2 separate regions of the Gossypium arboreum genome follow, and region 1 is linked to region 2. Evidence: chromatin contacts called from public Hi-C data. All regions are on one chromosome and are shown on one strand. The core of a region is the stretch at or near the end of the contact, and the rest is flanking DNA. Distances in the headings are between cores, read along the strand shown.

Region 1 (7,408 bases), core at 3,429-5,928, 340 kb after region 2:
CTAGCCCAAAATATAGCTAGAAATGGGTAGATCATGCTTCAAAGACTTCAAAAATACAAAGAACATTAAAAACGGGGCTAGGGAGCACTTACAATCAAGCTTGGAAATGTTGAACAAAACCATAGCTATGGCTATTAAGAAATTCGGCAAGCACATGGAGAAGACACATTTTTTCTTTGATTTTCCCTTTTTATTCTTTTAATTACCAAATGACCAAAATGCCCTTAAGGCCTTTCTTTCAAAATTTTCCTATGCATGTCCATTTTTGTCCAAAATTATAAAAATTGGTCAAATTGCTATTTAGTACCCTCTAATTCATAATCTAAAGCAATTTCATGCTTAAATCTTCTAGAATGCATGTTTTTCATCTTATTCAATTTGGTCCCTAAAGTTCAATTAGACATTTCATGCATAGAATTTCTTCACAAAACTTTCACATAATCATGCATTCATATTATAGACCTCCTAAAAATTATAAAATAATTTTTCTATCTCAGATTTGTGGTCTTGAAACCACTATTTCGACTAGGCCCTAATTCGGGATGTTACAAATAGTTTTTAATTATTTTTTAAAGTTAAAACAGGAGAACCCAAAATCATTTTAACCTTGTCCCACTTAAATTTATTTATCTCATAATCTAAAATCTCGTTGCTAAAACCGTTTCTTCCATTCAAAACTAGGCTAATTAAGTTTTAATTTCATACTTGGTTTATAATTTAAATCATCTTTTGAAATTATTGGTGAATTTTCAAAGTTAAGCTAATGTTGTTATCTAGCAGTAATAGGGGAAGATTTGAGGAAAATATTGTATTAATTGGCTTATGTGTAAATTTTGAAATTTTTAAAGTAAAAAGTTCATTAAGCCTAGTTTCAAAAACAACAAGAGAATCTTAATTTCGAATTTTGTAGGCCAAGATATAAATAATTTAGTGATTACTACTCAAGTAGACAACCTTGTTAAGAGTATATTTGTAATTAGTGAAATGATAATTAATGTTACATATAGGGATGCTATACTAAAAGCCTAAGATTCTTATATATATGCATGCACATATAAGAAGTGGAATGGAGAGAAAGAGGAGAAACATAATAAAAGAGTTGTAATACTAAGAAGTTGATATAAAAGTTGGAATTGCTAATATGTAAGAGAAGTTTACATGGAATTGATGAGACATTAAGTGAGTAATTGTTATATGATGAATTAATGAAGTATTAATTGATAAGTTGAGGTATTATATGGATTTAAATTGAAAAGGTGGAAAAGTTTTATGGGATACTAATTTAAAAAAAAATTGTAAAGTTAAGAGAAATTAAAGTGGATTTTTATGGAAAAAGTTACAATTGATCGCCAAATTATTTGATATAATGGATTGAAATAGTCCGGGTTGCTCCGACAACATAATGTGATATCACACATCCTGTTCCGGTAATCGGGTTAGGTGTGAAGTGTCACGGGCTTAAATTGTATTAGGATTAATGTTATTAAATAAAATGGAAAAATATTTAACGATAAAATTTTGTAAATATGAATTTTATGTCAAATTAACGTAAATGTAATATGTTGGTAAGATGATATAAAGAGAGAGAATTAAATTCTTAAATATGTTTTTGAAGTGTAACAAAAGAAGTAATTAAATAAAAAACGGTTGGCAATTTTTTATCTTAATTTAAAATTTATTGTTAAAGTAATGATTTATAGTTTTAATCATAAGATTGATTTATGATGAAGAATCAAATTAAAGACTTTTTAATTAATAAAAATTGAAAAAAATATTTTAACATAAAATTTATAAATTTAATTAATGATTTAGGGTACAATAATATTAACAGTAGTAAAACTGCATCCATATGAAAAAAAATTATAAATTTTAACCTATTGTGAAATCTTTTCAAAATTCAGTCTTGGTGAGAGCTTAGATACTGATTTTTTTGAACTTGAAACTTCTATAGCTGGGAAAGAAAAGAACGTTGATTGTGTATATGAAAAATAGATGAATATTTGCAAACATGGAAATTAAAAAACCTAAAACGTGCAGAAAATAGTAATAGAGAAGGATCTTAAAATTTTGTAAAAATGCATGTATGAATCATATTGCACGAAGTGGGAAATTTAAACCAAAATCATATAGCGTTCAAATTTCTTTGGAACTCTTTTTTTATATCATCAACATTTAAACATATTTGATTAATAAGCAGTTATAGATATATAATTAAATAATTAATTATTTAAATTAAATGGAGAAATTAATATAATAACCTGTAATGAATAGTCGATTGAGACTTAGCATAATTGACATGGATATTGTTGCCAATGCAGGAGGATGTGTGTTTAAGTGCGTTGAAGTGCATTATCTCCTAATTATGGGTTGGTGATGGGCTATGGGTAATTCTAAGTATTGTGACAAAAAAGCATATATAATCAAAACTTATAATAAAATTGTTAAAAAAATAGTAATAAATAAAACTTGTAATTTGTAATTTGTAACAAATAATGATGAAATTGATTTTATTGTATTTTTAGGGTAAATTGATTTTTGTTGTAAATCTAATAAATTAAGGGATAAATTTGAGTGATAATATGAGTAAAAGATTAAAATTCCAACAAATCTAATAAATTGAGGATAATATTTATCTATAAATTATATACTTTTGCAATTAAATAACATTAGTAACAATTTAATACTTATTCTCTAAAGATATATTTGCCTAAAATTAGTACGTGGAGATGTTTTAATTTCAAAAAATTTTACGATGGTTGAATATAATAAAATTTAAATATATTATTTTGAAATTATACTATTCTCATTAAAATAAGAAAAATATAGAGCTATCACGTGGCAAAAATAAGTTGTCCACATGTTAACTAAGTAACATGTCCACATCAACTGGGGTTTTAAACCTTATAATATCCTAAATATTTATGAAAAAATGGTTAATTTCTAATACTGGTTCTTTTAATACACTATATTTAATTTATATATTTTAATTTTAACATAATTTGATTTCTATATTTTTAGAATTTTATTAGTTAGGTCAAATAGTTTATATAGTTAACTTTTCAATTAAAATATTATGTGATTATATATAATTTCAAAGCAGATTTTTAATTTGACAAAGTTGAGATATTAAATTCTTAAAAATAAAATTGAAGGACTAAATTCTAAATATACAAAAATATAGAGACTTAGAGTTATAGTTGCTCGAACCGATCAAACAAGCTAGGGTACTAATTTGAAGAGATGTATCAGATCGATTGACCTACTAACTAGTACGAGCATGGAGAACTAAGCTAAAAAACCGATTGAATCAATTTTTTATTTTTTAAAATATTTTTATTTTTATGTTTTTAATGATTTATTTAATTGAATAGTACGAACCAATGATCTGACTAGTTTGACTACCATTTTGGTTTTAAAAACTTTGCTTAAAATATGTTTAATCTTTAAATTTTTACTCTATAATTTAACATGAATAAATAATCAACCTAACGCAACCTGAGTGGACCATATTAGTTATATATATAAAACGAAGGTCATGTTGACATGTGGAGTAGTTTTTTTTTTTTTGCATTTTATAGAAAAAATGGTAAATTTTAATTTTAGTCTTTATGCTACACTAAAATTTTAGATTATATAAAATGGTCAAATTTTAATTTTGATCCCTCTGCTACACTCAAATATAAGACTCAATTTTTATACTTCAACTTTTTGACACAAATTGATACCTCAATTTTACAATGTCATTGATTAGCTCAAATACTTTGTTTTGATTAAAATGTTGATGTAAATTTTAAGAGTTATTAATACTATTAAAATTATTTGTTAAATTCAAGTCCATTGCAATGTTAATATTTTTGTTAAATGGCTATTAAGTGAGTATTTTAAAATTGCAAAAGTTATACCAACAAATTTAATAAAATAATTTAATGGTATTAACAATTTGAATCTGAATTTTAAATTTAAAAATAAAAGGACTAAAATTTTAAAAATAAAAATAAACATATTAAATTTTAAATATATAAAGGTACAAAATTTTAAAATATATTTTAATTTTTAAAATTTATTTTATAAATTTAACTCAAAAATAATAATAATTAACTTTTAGACTAATGTAATAATATCCATGCAAATTTGTGTATGGTTTATTATATACTTTACTGCTATTAACACTGTAGTCGTAACTCACCTACTATTTTATTAATGTGTGGCATTAAAATTTAACAAACAACAAAGAGTATAGACCGAATTAGATGTGGGCGACTCATTCAGTCATTTTCCTTAATAATATTAATGACTAAACTTAAGATTAAATGGTAACCATAATACATAGGTAAAATGGATAAGATTTTTTTTATATCTATAAAATACTACTATAAGGATATTTTTATTTTCATATCTATAAAATCAATTTAAATCCATAATTAAATTTAGAAGAAAAACTCACATTTACTTATAACACCTTAATCTCTAAAAATTCAACCTCATATCATTTATTTTATATAAATACTTTTTTCTTTTATCTATAGTAAGGCATAAACACTTGATATCAAATATACTAAGGCATAAACACTTGATATCAAATATACTTAATAGGAATATAGGATGAGCGGGGGTTCATGAAGCACGTGACAAAGGAAGTAGAGTTGTCAGGTATCATGTGACTTGAGTTTTCTTTGCTATCATTTCTAAGAATACTTAAAAAACCCAAAGGAGTCGGGTCAAATTCGACGTGGCGAGCTTTCCTTCGATGCTTCTTTACCTTCCCACACGTGCGATATTCCTTCACACAAAGTCTACATTACATTCATTTATTCAAAACTAACATGGCAGCACGTGGATGGCAACTCCCCCCCTCTTCCTCTTCTTACTCTTTGAAAATACCTCCATTATTGCCCTTAAAATCCAAGTACTATAGATTGAGTGAGTAAACCCTAATTTACTGTCATTTTGGACATAGAAACATGGATACTAGGACATTCAAAGAGGTTTCAATATTGTTAATAAAGATTGAGATTCTAAAATTTTAAATGTTTATTGTTTCTTGTTGAGTTTTTAATTTATACTTTTTATTCAACTCTTGATACAATTAATTAATTGTACATTCTAAAACCAAAAGGTAGAAATAAAATATATGTATTGCTCAATTAATAAGGTGCACGTAGTTCATCCAGAAAAACATAATAATAAGTTGCACTAAAATTAAATACTTTCAAGAAAAAATAAAATAAAAAAATTAGTAATCATAAAGTTTTTAATTTTAATCCACCAAGATTATGCTAACTTTTGCCTTTTCATAGGCTTTTAGTTCAATGATGAAATTGAGTCATTAGTAATTATTAGTACAAGTGTTCATTTAGGAAAAAAGGTGGTGGAGGTAGGAATGTTAATTTATATGTGATAAGCTAATGTAATAGGTCAATTTAGCCTAGGCCTAAACAAAATCCAAACAAAAAATAAAAATAAAAGATATCAGAATCTATTATAACAATTCATTTACAAAAAAAATCAGCCTAAATTTACAATTACAAACAGCCCAAAATAAAAACCCTAATGGCCTAATGGCCCAATAGCCCAAACTATTTTCAAGAAAAACCCTAGCTTCTGGCATAGCACCTCTCCCCTTTTGCATGCACGTCGCCCAGGGCTCCTCGTCTCAAGGCTTGACTCACCCCTGCCACCATTGCACCAAAACGGGAAAGACAGGGGTCTTTCCTCGTTGTTAACTCTATGGCCACCTACAAAAAAGGAGAGAAAAAGGTCAGGGACAAATAGTAGCAATAACAGTAGAAGAAACAGTAAAAAAAAGAGAATATATTGTAATCAATCGGCTATAAAAAGCCTAAAAAACCAAATTGTAGAGGAGGATTTTTTTTTTTGAAATAGAAATCGGAAAAAACACAAAAGAAAGGTGATTCTCTCTTCTTCTTTTTTATCTTTTTATTTCGAAAATATATAATAAAATAAAAAGAAAACTTTTACCTTCGCCACCACTGTCGTCCTTTCTTTCCATTTAAAAGGCCATCGGATCCTAGGTGATTTGCCGAAAGGTCGCGTCAGAGGACAGGTGCGAATCGAAAGGTTCTTTCAGCTTTTTTTCAAATTTTGGTAGGGTTTTAGGGGTTTCTGGACCTAGATCTGATGTCCAGTGTAACAAAGACAAAAAAAAGGGCTCTTTTCTACAACTTCGGCCATCGGAGGCGGCGGCGCCGTCGCCAATAATCGGTGGCCATGGCAGAGTTGTGCCGGCCCTATGGCCGAACTTGGGGGGCGCTGGAGAAAAAAAAGAACAAAGTGATTTTTTTTTTAAAACAGTTTAAAAATGAATTTTTTTGAAGCATTTTTTTTACTTAAATAGGGCGCCAAAATGGCACCGTTTCTGTAACACCCCTTACCCAAGTCCGAAGCCGGGACTGAGTATGAGGCATTACTAAACATAAACACATGCATTCCAACATTTATATATCATATAAAGATGATCAAATTTAAAACTTTTCAAACCTTGTCTAGAATTCCTTACTACAAGCCTACGAGGCCCAAAATAAGCTTTAAGGACGATTCGAAACCAACTCGGGTCCTTTAAAGAACTCTGAAAAATGACTCTTGAAACAGGGGCACATGCCCGTGTAGAAAGGGCAACACGCCTGTGTGGCCTTCTTGGCATGGACGTGTTGAAGGCCTGTGCAGTTCACACGGCCTCAACACATCGGGACACGCTCGTGTCCCTAACTCGTGTAGAATTAATTTCTAATTTGAACCTACATGGGTTTTCACACGGCCTTGCACAAACCCGTGCCTATGGCCTGTGTCCCTCACATGGCCATGACACGCCCGTGTCCCAGGCCGTGTCCAAAAACCTTGACATTCTGTTTCTAACGTCAGCAACCATTTAGGGGCACACGGCAAAGGCACACACCCGTGTGTTAGGCCGTGTGGTGAATTTAATTTCACATTCAAGGTACAGACTTCACGCACCTGAGACACACAGCCGTGTCTCTGCCCGTGTGTTTACTACCATGCATACTGACTTGAAATTTTAAGGTGCAAGGGACACACAGCTGGACAACACGCCCATGAGGCCAACTGTGTGTCGCACATGGCCTAGACACACGCCCGTGTGTCTACCCTGTAGACAAAACAAGGCTATCTACCAAGCCTTTTTGCCACCCTTACTTGCACCAACCTACACAACAACAAATATCTCCAATTCATACATCAATATAAGACTAAATCAATCCCAACATGACAATCAAATGCAAACCTCATAACACCCTAACAACCAAACATGCACTTGATCATTCATACATTTTGTTCATCCAAAGAAGCATCATCATTTGCAATTATTAATAATGAATATTAACCATTAACCATGGCCTTATACAAAAAAGGAAGGTTTTCATCCTAAGCCAAC
Region 2 (7,386 bases), core at 846-3,345:
TCCTGACCAAATCTGTTTGTCTTTTTATGAATACAAGCATTTCTGTCTCCCTAGATGGCCCATAGCGCACAGCAAAATTTTTGCAATGACTGAAAGGATGTTGAACGAAAACCCTAGTAAGCCACTGTTCAAATGTTATATTAGATTCCTGTTTAAAGTTTGAGGTCGATAATGCTCTCCAAAATGACACTGAAATAAGACATTTGCGGAAGAGGTGGTCTATTGATTCTGCTCCTTCACTACAACGGGGGCATGCAAAATTGTTTACTAGTTTTCTGTATACCATGTTAGCCCTTGTAGGCAGATAGTTCCATGAGATTTTCCAAATTGTAACTTTAATTTTGGTAGGTAGATCTAAGAGCCAAAGTTTTTTTGTAAAAATCCCTGTAGTCGGTTTGTAAAGCATAAGCTCTAGGATAAAAAATTTGTAATAGTTTGTAGGCACTTCGAACAGAGTATTCTCCCGAAGGTTCCCCGCTCCACGTCAGGATATCAACATGAGGTTCTTTCACCAACGGGATGCTAAGGATCTTTTCTACTTCTACTTCTGGGAAGGTATTGACAATCAGCTTTCTCTTCCATTTCCTTTCATTAGAATCAATTAACTCAGCAACTTTAAAATCTGACAAATTAAAATTACTTGACGATAGTCTAAAGTTTCTTGAATCTGGAATCCAATTGTCATTAATAACGGAAATGATCGTACCCAAACCTACCTTCCAGCAAAATCCTCCTTCCAAAATACCCTTACTCGCCCATATACTCCTCCATACAAAAGTGCTATTATTTCCCAATCACGAGTTTAAAAAAAATCTTCTGGAAAATATTTTGCTTTAAATACTTGCGCAACTAAAGAATTTGGGTAATTTAAGAACCTCTATCCTTGTTTTCTTAGTAATGCGATATTAAATAGTCATACTCTCGAACCCCATTTTGCCTTCCTCTTTAGGACGACACAAATGTTTCCACTAGCACCATTGTATTCCTCTTTTCCCGTGGCCCTTTTGCCACGAAAATCTAGCACAAATATTTTCGATCTCTCCATATAATAAATTTGGTAGAAGAAAGCAAGACATAGCATACGTAGGTATTGCCTGTAGTACTGATTTAAAGAAGATCTCCTTTCTCCCTTACGATAGAAACTTAGTGACGCAGCATTTAATTCCCAGAGACCTTTTTTTTTTTAAATTTTGAAAAGATTCGATTTACCGTCTGCCTAGAACATTAGGGAGAGCCAAATATTTTTCAAGATTTGTTAAGCTTCTTATTCCTAGCATTGTTGAGACTTCTTTTTTTTTCTTCTTTTGTATTTGAGTTGTAGAAGATCGTTGATTTATTAAAGTTTACACATTGCCCTGAGCAGCTTTCATATTCCTTTAGTATCCCTTTCAAAATTGTCGCACCCCTAATTGTTACTTCACCAAACAAAATACAATCATCCGCAAAAAGTAGGTGAGATAACTCCGGCCCTCTTTTGCTTGCTTTTTCACCTTTTAGCAAACCCTCTACCATTTTTTATCTCATCAATGATGAAAGTTCTGCACTACGTATTAGAAAAAGAAATGGACTAAGGGGATTACCTCGGCTAAGCCCCTTTATAGGTTGAAAAGTTCCTCCCTTCTTTCCATTGATATTTACTACATAAGAGATTGTGGTAATGTATTTCATAATTAATACCACCCACTCCCTTGAGAAGCCTATTTGTAACAGTACTATCTTTATAAAGTCCTATTCAACTCTATCATAAGCTTTACTCATATCTAGTTTCACTGCCATATATTCTTTTCTCCTGTTCCCTTTTGTCGAAATCTGTGTAGAATTTCTTATGCTAAAAGCACATTATCATATATAAGTCTCCCTGTACAAAAGCGCTTTATGCTTTACCAATGTAGCTACCAATAACTTCTAGTAAACAATTTGCTAATATTTTTGCCACAATTTTATATATGACAGTACAAAAACAAATATGTCTAAAGCTAACTAATTTTGTAGGATTTTGGACTTTTGGAATAAGAATTTTATCAGTCATATTAAGAGAGTTGAAATTTTGGTCCCTATTCAGGATACCTAAGCAGAAGTTCTAAACATCTTTACCTATTATGCGGCAACACCCTTGAAAGAATAATACTGGAAAGTAAAAAGGTCTTGGTACTTTTGTAGGCCCCATTCCTCTTAAAGTTGTTTGCACTTTTTCTGCCGTAAAAGGAGATAATAAAGCTGAATTTAACTCAATAAAAAAATTTCCTTCAATGCCCATAAGAAGATTTGATGGGTCTTCAACTCCATTTTTCATAAGAAGCTCCTGAAAGAATGAAGTAATAACCTCTTTAATCTCTGAATCATTAGTAATTTCCCTTCATACAATTACAGCCTATAAATTGTGGTAGATAGTCTACAAATTTAGGCGCATTAGTGAAAAAAGGCTGAATTTTTATCCCCAAGCAGAATCTAATTTGCTCTTGCCCTTTGTTCCCAGTATATTTCATCTTTATTAATCTCCATATTAAGATGAATTGTAGTATCAATAATTTTAGCCATTGTTTCATCATACCTTTCTTTCTCTAACAAAACTGAGAGTTCCTTTTTTAACTTTCTTTTTAGTCCCTCTCTACCTCTTTTAATTGTGCTTGCCCATCTCTTCAAACAAAACAATAATTTTTGAAGTTTCTCTATTAACGTCCGTGTTGAGGATTCCCATGATAACTTTACCTCTTGTTCGAAAGACTCTTCCATGGTCCACCACTTCTCAAATTTAAATTTTAGACTCCCTGTAAACATGATTCCATTGTTTGTATTTAAAACGAGAGGGCACTGACCCGACATTGAATAGGGTAGATGTTGAAGACTTACCATTTGAAACAGATTCATCCATTTTTTCATTTGTAACTACCCTATCAAGTCTCTCTTTTATTTTTATTTTTGGCAAGTTCCCCTTTTCCCATGTGAACCAAACCCTCGAGTAACCTATATCCATAAGCTAGCATTCCTCTAAAACCTCTTGAAAGGCTTTCATTCTCCTCTGCTCTATATGAATTACTCCAATTTTTTCAAAGGAGTACATAATCTCGTTAAAATCACCACTTACTAACCAAGGATGGTTGTTTTCTTGGCCCAATTTTCTTAGTAGATTCCACAAAAAATTCTTATGGTTCGAATAAGGTGAACCATAAAACCCCGTAAACTGCCAATCTTCTTTAGTAGAATCCTCTTTTATGATTACATCAATGTGGTTCTTAGAAAAACTTCTCAAATTAACCGTGATATCTCCTTTCCAAGCTAAACACTGTCCACCACGAGAACCTTCAGTTTCAATGTCAATCCCATTCATAAATCCACAGCTCCTTCTAACTTGTTCCATAAGTTTTTTTTTTTAAACAATTTTAGTCTCCATTAAGAAGACCATATGGGGATTATGTTGCTTTAACAAATGCCGCAGCCTCCGTACCGACCCTGGACTCCCCAACCCACGGACAGTCCAATATATGTTTTTCATTGCGCCCGGTCGGCTTGCCATTTGGCAGCTGACGATCCTAAACTGTTGGGAACATCATTTTGTTTCAAATTTTCATTCATCATACCCATGGGAACTTTTGCTCGGTCAATTATTCCTTTTTATTCTAATCTTTTTACTCCATCTTCATATGAAAATTCTGTGTTGTTATCTCCTTTATCAAATTTTGGAAATTTTCGCTTCCCCATAGTGCTTTCATCCCTTCTTTTATCTATCAAAATCCTTGGAGCAATTCTCTTCCAGCTTGATTTTTCATTAAAGTTGAATTTTGCCCCAGTTCACTGGATCTTTCAATCTTCTCACTAGTTTGCATCATAGTAGAGCCTTCCTCCTGATTCTTTAACACTACCTCCAAACCCATCACTTGAAGTCCATTCTGATCCAGCTTGATTTGTCAGTAAAGATGAATTTTGCCTGATTCTTTGGGTCTCCCATGCGTATTACCTTCAACGGATTTATTAATTTTGTTGTGCTTTGTTTTCGTGTTTCCTGTGAAAGAGCATTGAAACACCATCTTCTTTGAGAAAGTATTTAATTTTATACTCTCCTTTCTAATTAAATTTGATTCAGCTTTTAGTGCTAAAGTGTATGGTGGATCGTCTCTAATTTTATTGATTTCTACAAGATCTAGCACAAGACAATTGTTAATACTATGCCCCATTCTTCTACATCCAAAACAAAAAATCTGTAACTTATCCTATTAAAAAGAAATCCACGATTTAAAATTATTGTCACTTGAAACAAAAATATCTCTTCGAAAGGGTTTCTACACCTCCAGGTTTTTTCTTAACCTGCATAAATCACCAATAATTTTAGATCTAATTACTCCTCCAAAAGTAACACCAATGGCATGTAAAAGATCTTTTTTGTCGAATTTTGGCAAACATGAGCCCGTTCTGATCTAGAACGAAGAAGAGAAGAGCCGAATCTGATTTCTCTCTATCGGTTTATTGGCAGACACAAGCCCATTCTGATCTAGAATGGAGAAGAGAAGAGCAGAATCTAATTTAAGCCGATCAAATAAAACTGGGTATTTTTGAAACAACCATGGGCGTCCCTCCATAATTGTCTCCAAATCTTCTTCTAGATCAAACACAATTGAAAAGAGATTCTGACCTACCAATCGGATCTCAAATTTTTTTTAGTCTTCCATGTGCTCTTCATCTGCGCCCTAAAACTTTCTAGATTGTAGGGCTTTTTTGTCCAAATTGAACATATAAGGGTAGGTTTTGCATTTTGTACCACTATCGAGCACTGAACTGATAATTGGATTAGTTTTTCCGCCAGTAGAGATATCTCATCTCTACCCTCCCTGTTGTCGCCACCGCTCTCCTCTATCCCAAGCTGTAGTAGTTACTGCTTTCTCAAGGACTCTTTGGAAATCACTCTTGGTTTTCAGAGAGAGTTCATAATTCAATTATAATTATTCTTATTACTTGTTGCCTCACCCAAAACAAATTGCTCCCCACAAAATTTTAAAATAAAATCTACTAATTAAAAGAGGAAATAAATTGCCAATATATTGTTATAGATCATGCTAAATATGATTTGACCATATACGAAGCTATTTTATTTAGAAACAACTTCATGTTTATAATAAGACCTTGGCTCGAAACAAAAGAAACAATAACCATTACCTTACTCATATATTTATTATACCACATTTCTCAATTAAATTCAATTTCAACTAGGATTCCTCATCTTTTTGCTTAAAGAAAATCATGATTACCACTTCAGAATATCCCATATGCAAATCAATTCAATGGCTTTCTATAAAATAAGATAAACTCACATTAAATTAGAGGCTATCATGTTGTCATCTGATTATTCGTCAATTTATTTTAACAGTAAATGTGGTTGATGACAGAAACTATTAAGGGACTTAATGATTATTTAAATTAATAATAAATGCTATTTAGATGCGAATTTAATATTGGGGCTTAGTAGATTTTTTTTAAAATATTTTCTTAGGGGCTTTTTTTTTTACATATCAGCACAAAAAATTCAAATAAGTTCATAATCCATAAAAATCTAAACTATATAGTTTAATCTAAAAAATTTGAAATAATTTGTTATAAAAAAAATTGCTGAACTTATTTCAATTTGACACGAAATTTGATATTGAAATTTTCGGTCATTACATCTTATGTATTGTGTCATGTTTTGGGTTGATTTTGTGAGTGATTTGATATTTGGGAAATTATTGGCACTATTATGTGTTTTCTGGCATTGCATAATCATGAAGTTGTAAAAATTCGTTAACACCATCCTTGAATTTTTCGGAAACTTGAATTTCCAAAAAATTAGTGAATTTTCAAATAAAAAATTCTATCTAATTTCAAGTAAAATCATTAGCCATTAAAACACCCATTAGAATTTTCAATACCTATTACCAAATCCCAAAAGCATGAGCCCAATGACCCTGCTAAAAGGAATCTTGTGTAACACTGAGTTATGATATATTATGATTATATCTTCACATCTCACGGAGTTGGTGATAATTATGGAATCTTTAAAATGCAGGTTTAGGTTAATGGCATGTACATTGGTGAGTAATAGCGTAAGAAAGGGGATTTTTAGTTATATTTATACTTGTGTTATATATATATAGTATTTGAAATGGGTAAATAAAAGGTATTACATGGCTTAAGAGTCTTGGTTAATGTTTGGATTGATCATGAGCAAATTTGGTATGGTTTAGAAGTGTTTGAAAGTAGAGCATTCAGGTCCTATGTCTCAGGTCTTAAGACATCTAAACTTCAAACTTAAATTTTTACAGTTCCAGGGAAGTGTCTCAAGACATATTGGACTTTGTCTCGAAACAAATACCTCATTGTCTCGAGACATACACCCTATTGTCTTAAGACAAGGCAACTTCAAAACCAAATTTCTATAGTGCCATGGCAATGTCTCGAGACATGGCCTTGTAGGGCAAAATTTTCAATTAGGTGGTATAAGACCTTAAACAAAATGTACATGAAATTAATATTTATTATTAGTCAAATTATGTTTCTTAAAGCATAATATTGACCTCAAATTATTCATAAAATCCAAATTAAAAGTATTTGAATTTGTAAGTGAATGTTTAATGTTAAATGTAACACTAATTGCTCAAGTTTACTTAGGTTATGAGTGTTACAGGTTGTTAGAGTTGAGTGACTTGAATCCTTATTAAAATATATATGGTGGTAAAATAAAATAAAAGTAAAATCTATATAGATCTATACTTATTTTATTTTATATTAATTAGAATAATGTTTTTTAACCTAACAACACTTCATCTATTTATCATTGATTATTATAAGGTTTTTCATCCTATAAATAGATGTAGTATAAATTTCACTTGTATCATTCGAATTTCAACATTAGTGAATTTTCTTTTCCTCTGCCCGTGGTTTTTTTCGAAAGGGTTGCCATGTAAAATTTGTGTATTCTTATTTTTTTCTTCTGTTTTCTTTACTATTGTTTTATATTGCCATTATTGACATTAGTTCAACAAACTGGTATCAAGATCTTTTTAGGTTACTTGTCTTGATCAAGGTAATGGTGACATTGAAGTATGATATTTCATTGTTGGATAACAACACAAAATTCGCGTTGTAGCAGATAAAGATGCAGACAGTTCTTGCATAAATGGATTTGGAGGATGTCGTACTAGGGATAGATAAGATGCATTTGACATTGACGGAGAAAGAGAAGAAGCATTAAGGTTGAAAGGCTTTAACGCAATTACATCTACATTTTTTGATTGAAATTCTGCAGGACGTGATGATGATGAAGACTGTTGCTACATTATGGGAAAATTTACAGCAGCTACGCATGTCGAAAACCCTAATTAGCAAGTTGCATACAAAGCAGCGTTTTTATGCTTATCG

What was found. Hi-C and Micro-C count contacts between places; a contact is called where the count stands out from the background.
Region 1: a Hi-C map of leaf shows a contact between it and region 2, with 2.6 times the contacts expected there. The contact joins two enhancer-like sites. A contact is called at or near these places in 2 of 5 Hi-C or Micro-C datasets (both in leaf).

What each region holds. Positions count from the first base shown.
Region 1 is chr2:27,092,508-27,099,915 of ASM2569848v2, forward strand. No RefSeq gene overlaps it. Among protein-coding and RNA genes, the nearest start is that of LOC128284273, 42 kb to the left of the region's middle. Within about 2 kb of position 4,679, at least 1 of the 2 cell types and tissues checked has an H3K27ac peak or open chromatin away from gene starts, as enhancers often do. A contact at or near this core is called in leaf, where this site is marked.
Region 2 is chr2:26,757,211-26,764,596 of ASM2569848v2, forward strand. LOC108467243 (a long non-coding RNA gene) reads left to right here. Exons shown (of 4, transcript XR_008277510.1): 3 at 38-555. Among protein-coding and RNA genes, the nearest start is that of LOC108467243, 4.5 kb to the left of the region's middle. Within about 2 kb of position 2,096, at least 1 of the 2 cell types and tissues checked has an H3K27ac peak or open chromatin away from gene starts, as enhancers often do. A contact at or near this core is called in leaf, where this site is marked.